Regions from separate parts of the Oryctolagus cuniculus genome. Here region 1 is linked to region 2. The links are chromatin contacts, called in public Hi-C maps. All regions are on one chromosome and are shown on one strand. Each heading gives the region's core, a stretch centred on a gene start, on an enhancer-like site or on the middle of the called end of the contact. The rest is flanking DNA. Distances are from core to core; before and after follow the strand shown. Region 1 overlaps XPNPEP1 (X-prolyl aminopeptidase 1). Region 2 holds the start of ADD3 (adducin 3).

Region 1 (2,883 bases), core at 378-2,877, 120 kb after region 2:
CTTCTTCTGGGTTTCCCATGCAGGTGCAGGAGCCCAAGCACTTGGGCCATCCTCTGCTGGTTTCCCAAGCTAAAGCAGAGAGCTGGATCAGAAGAGGAGCATTTGGGACTCAAACTGGTGCCCATATGGGATGCTGGTGCTGCAGATGGTGACTTTACCTGCTATGCTACAGCCCTGGCCCCATCTTTTTTTTTTTTTTTTTTTTTTTTTTTAGATTTATTTATTTGAAAGAGTAACAGAGAGAGAGAAGTCTTCCATCTGCTGGTTCACTCCCTAAATGGCCACAATGGCTGGAGCTGGGTGGGTAAGAAGCCAGGAACCAGGAGCTTCTTCTGGATCTCCCACATGGGTACAGGGGCCCAGGGACTTGGACCGTCTTCTACTGCTTTCCCAGGCCATAGCAGAGAGCTAGATCAGAAGTGGAGCAGCTGGGACATGAGCTGGTGCTCATATGGGATGTTGGCACTACAGGTGGCAGTTTTACCTGCTGTGTCACAGTGCAGGTCCCCTGCCTTCCAGTCTTGATTTCTGCCCATTCACATCTGTTTGGGCAGTTGGGGAATGAACCAGTGTATGAGAGTGCTTTCTGTTCCTGTCTCTCCCTAAAAAAAAAAAAAAAAAAAAAAAAAAAAATTAGGACCGTGAACAAGTAGAATTTGGATTCTTGGAGATAGAGACAAACAAAGTTTCCTGAGCAAATTTACAGGTGTAGGTGGAAATGCCTAATGATAAGTTTGAAGAAAAAAGAAAAATAGGGGCCTTTTGGGTCACCCATGACTGGTCATGGTGGCCTTGACCCCAGCATTAGATTTCTTTTCGTTAGTGGGGACCCATTGAGGGTCTTTGAACAAGAGAGTGTCATGATCAGAGAGACCAGGGCTTAGTGTTGGCAGAAGAAAGGAGGCACTGATAATTGAAAAACCTGTAAGGAGGCCACTGCAGGATCGAGTCAAGGGCAGGGGCTTTGGGTCTGCAGCATGGAAGAGGGGACGGATTCAGTGGAGAAGCTCTAGAACTTGGATTAAGTATGGGCCTTGTGGACAGCTGGCCAGAGGGACTGGGGAATTGTATGTGGTGCTATCAGCAGGAAGAGCCATGGGGAGTTGTATTGTGGTGCCATCAGCAGGAGGAGCCATGGGGAGTTGTATTGTGTTGCCATCAACAAGGAGAAACGTGGGGAATTGTATTGTGATGCCATCAACAAGGAGAAATGAGGGGGATTGTATTGTGGTGCCATCAGCAGGAAGAGACGTGGGGAATTGTACTGTGGTGCCATCAGCAGGAAGAAACGTGGGGAATTGTATTGTGGTGCCATCAACAAGGAGAAACGTGGGCAATTGTATTGTGGTGCCATCAACAAGGAGAAACGTGGGGAATTGTATTGTGGTGCCATCAACAAGGAGAAACGTGGGGAATTGTATTGTGGTGCCATCAACAGGAAGAAACATGGGGAATTGTATTGTGGTGCCATCAACAGGAAGAGACAGGCTCCTTATTTTACTTCTTCTGGAGAGGAGGGTGGATGTACTGCATGGGATTCTGGGGCCCTGCTGGGACTGTGTGAATGAGGAGGCAGGGCCAGCTTTGTGTGTAATCCAATGCAGCACCCTCCTCCATGATAGAGAGGCTGCCATTCTCTGCAGCTCTTGTTCCCAAGTGTTTCATCTCGGCCTCGATTCAGGGTTGATGGGTGGGGAAAGGAGGGTGTTGGAGAAGCGAAGGAAAATCTTAAATTCTGTCCTTTGTATACTTTTCAGAATACAAATACACACACCCACACACTAGTCCCTGAGGGAGAAAATGTACCCCAAATGCATAATTGCGCAAGGACTTGGCGATCCAGTGGCCTGCTTTCTCTGTCCTCTGCAACTCTCAGGGTTTCTCCTTTTTAAATTTGGAACAAGGATTATGGTTTTTGTGAGTTTGGGCCCTGGTAGATTTTTACAGTGAGGAACTGTCTACTGTCTCTGGTAATCTGAATGCATTCATGTACCTTCGATGTTGGCATTTGTGGGTACCATGTCCCCAGGCCAGGAGAATCCTTGTTTGGGGGCCAGAGCTGTGCCAGCACGGCTTTTTAGACATCTCAGTCCCTCATCCTCCCCATCTGTAAGCCCCCATATTCCCCTCTGGGGCTTGCCATTTTCCAAGGGTTGTATTTTGTCAGGGGTGACTCTGCCAATGTGAGTTTTTGGCTGTGTTTGTGGTTCCTCTTTGGGAAGACATGAATCAGAGTTTCCTAAACTTTTTTGGACCCTACCCCATTTCTACTGGAGTCAGCTTCCTGTTTTGTTTTGTATTTCTTAAACAGTCTTTCTCCTGCTGTGGGGGTAGTGATTTTAACCAACTGTGCTGATTAGAGTAATGCTAGCCATGGTCACCCATCTCCAAATTTCAGTGGTTTGTTGCTGTAAAGCCTTATATCCTGTTCACATAGCAGTACAGAGTGGTAGTTCTTGCCTGGTAGGAGATAAAGGAGATAAAGTAATTGAGTTGTCTCAGCTCCTTCCTTCCTATGCTGCCACTATTCCAGCTGGTAGAAGAGTATGGGGAGGGTTGCCGGCACATCGGGTTCTAGTCCCGGTCGGGGCGCCGGATTCTGTCCCGGTTGCCCTTCTTCCAGGCCAGCTCTCTGCTGTGTCCCCGGGGTGCAGTGGAGGATGGCCCAAGTGCTTGGGCCCTGCACCCCATGGGAGACCAGGATAAGTACCTGGCTCCTGCCTTTGGATCAGCGCAGTGCGCCGGCCTTGGCGGCCATTGGAGGGTGAACCAAGGGCAAAGGAAGACCTTTCTCTCTGTCTCTCTCTCTGACTGTCCACTCTGCCTGTCAAAAAAAAAAAAAAAAAAAAAAAAAAAAAGTATGTGGCGAGCACAATCACTTTT
Region 2 (2,760 bases), core at 70-2,569:
TCCCACCCCAACCTGTTCTCGAAATAGCCCTCCCGGCGGCGCGCGCCTTTGGCCGCCACAGCCCTCCCGCACGCACGTCCTCCGCGGGCACGAAGGCGCCCGCTGCACACCCCCTCCGAGCGCCATTCCAGTGATTCACGCCCCTTGGGTCGACCCCACCCTAACACACACAGCAAACTTCGCTCCCCACCCTTATCTCTCGTGGCTCCCAAGGCACTGGCGACCGTCGACTTCATTTCCTTCCTCACCCCCTCGAATACCTCTCGCCATCCCCCTCATCCTCATCCCCTGTCTCCTCCCGAAAAAAATGCGCTAATTAAAATGTAGTTTCCTCTTCCCACATAGGAAGTGTGGAAAATGAATCTCATTTTGGCACGAGCTGTGATTCCTTTTATCCTCGCTTTCTCTCTCCCCCGGACTGGGGCTGCACAGATTTTTAGTCTACCATCATCTCCCCGTTTGCTCAAAATCTAACCATGCCTTCATATTTTGAAATACTCCTTAAGAATGGTAGGGATACGGCTTCCCGGCTTTGGGAAGAAAACAATATTTTTTAAATGCTCAGCCTGTCATTTTATTTGGCGTTTTAAAATATCTGCAGTATTTGAGGGAGAGATTGGGAGTGGCTGGATGTTTTCTTGCATTTAAAAGCCAAAAAAAAAAAAAAAGAAAGAAAGAAAGAAAGAAAGCTTTGCATGCATTAAGGTTGATCTTTATGAATTTCAAAAAAAAAAAAGTATGCTAAAGGCACACATCAGATAATAGTCAGCAGTGTACAGGGCATTTGCCGGTCACAAATCTAGACACCCCCCCCCCCCACCTCCAGGAAGGCAGATTCACATAATTCATTTTAAGCATGTCTGGCGAACCGCGTTTCCACGATCGTCCCCTCTCCCACAGCTTCTGGACAAAATGGATACAGAATCTGCTCACCCGCTGAAGAGCCAAGGCTTCCTGGAGTCCAGGGTGGTGGACGTGCCTGCGTCTCGGTTGTCGAGGTGTGCAGTCTGCAGTGCTGCACAGGAACCCGCTGCAGCCCCACACAGCGGCGGCGCGGCTTCTCCCGGGGCGCAGTAGTAAAGTGTGTGACTTCGTGGAGACTCCACGATTACCCTTGGGCGCTTGCTGGGGAGAGGAGGCGGAATCTTTCTTAAAGGAATGGGTTTTGTTTTTCCTCTCCACTGTTGCTTCGCGAGAAGCAGAAAGGGTGGAATCAGGGAGTTGGGTTTTTTTTTTTTTTTTTTTTTTTTTTTTTTTTTTTTTTTGGGACTGTGTAGAAGCAGTACAGCTGTGGGAGGTCAAGGTTAAAATTAATTGGGTGATCGAGGGACTGAAGCTCTGGTTTTTAGTGTGAGTCAATGAGATGCTAGAAACAACAATTTTAAAGAGCCCCAACCTCAATGGCAAAAATAAAATCGCGTGTCTTGAAACTGATTAGTAATACGAGACAATATTTAATGTCCAACCTTTGAACTAAAATGATAAGTTTATAAAGAAAGACTTTTAATATTTAATACAGGAGTGAAAAGAATAAGAAAGTAAAATTTATGTCACTGAGACCAATCAATTTGAGTCCTACTAAAACCTTTAAGAGTTCGCAGAATTTCCGTGAATGCCAGTATTAGAACACATGTACTCATATGTTATAAAAATCACAATATCATTTATCAAGAGACAAAAAAGAGCTAAAGTAACTATAAAATGATAGCAGAGTACATGCTATTTCAGTGGCAATTCAATGACCAGCAAAATTAAGAAACTCAAGTGGATTAACAATTAAATGCATGTGAATCTATGAAGTAGACTATTAAAAATGTGATATGTTCACATGACACATTATGACCTTAAATTTTATTTTTAATATTCTTTGATTTAAGTACTGAATGACTATGAGTTTTTGTTCATAGGTGTGGTCTTGAAATATTAATAGGGAAAACTGTGGAAAATATTCTGGCATTAATTTACTTTGTACAGACTTTGTTAATTACCTTTGTGATCTTGAGCAAGTAACTAACTGTATTTGGCCCTTAGTTCCCTATTTTGTAAAATGAGGAAGTTGAATTAAAATTTCCTAATTCTGTGATTTTATGACATTCACATGTTTATATTTGTTATATAATGCAAACATGTCCCACACTAAATTTGTTTCTTAAAATGTGGATTAAAAGCAAGTATTTTATTTTAAAAACATTACCAAAGTATATTATTTCCACTATTCTGAAATTGTTTTGCAAATCAGAGATACTAAGTGATTGATGTGCTACAATATGTGTTAAATAATAACTAAAACATCTGTGAACACTGGAACATCAGATGGTAGAGTTGAAACCAGTTTTAGATCTCGTCTACTCCAGCCTATCATTTTTGTAAGATTTATTTATTTATTTGAAAGGCAGAGTTCCAGGGGTGGTTGTGGGAGGAGAGAGAGGGAGAGAGAGGAGGGGAGGGAGAGAGAGAAGAGGGCTCTTCTATCTACTGGTTCGCTCACCAAATGGCTGCAATGGCCAAAGCTGAGCCAATCCTGGAGCTAGGAGCTTCCTCTGTGTCTCCTACATGAGTGGCAGGGGTCCGAAGACTTGGGCCATCTTCCACAGCTTTCCCATGCACACCAGCAGGGAACCGGATCAGCAGCCGAACAGCCAGGATTGGAACCAATGCCCATATTTGTTGCCAGCATCATAGGCGTCAGCTTTACCCACCACAACACAATGCTGGCCCCAGTCCTATAACTTTTACAAGTGGAAAACATGAAAACCCAGA

The links. A called contact is a pair of places that touch in the nucleus more often than the background predicts.
Region 1: a contact with region 2 is called in a Hi-C map of psoas muscle, with 3 times the contacts expected there. The contact joins the enhancer-like site here to the promoter of ADD3 in region 2. A contact is called at or near these places in 3 of 6 Hi-C or Micro-C datasets (ear pinna, psoas muscle and an unstated tissue).

What each region holds. Positions count from the first base shown.
Region 1 is chr15:20,408,629-20,411,511 of mOryCun1.1, forward strand. The region is part of intron 3 of XPNPEP1 (X-prolyl aminopeptidase 1); the gene reads left to right. Among named protein-coding and RNA genes, the nearest start is that of XPNPEP1, 28 kb to the left of the region's middle. Within about 2 kb of position 1,628, at least 1 of the 8 cell types and tissues checked has an H3K27ac peak or open chromatin away from gene starts, as enhancers often do. A contact at or near this core is called in ear pinna, where this site is marked.
Region 2 is chr15:20,292,195-20,294,954 of mOryCun1.1, forward strand. ADD3 (adducin 3) reads right to left here and starts at 1,320. Exons shown (of 14, transcript XM_070057246.1): 1 at 934-1,320.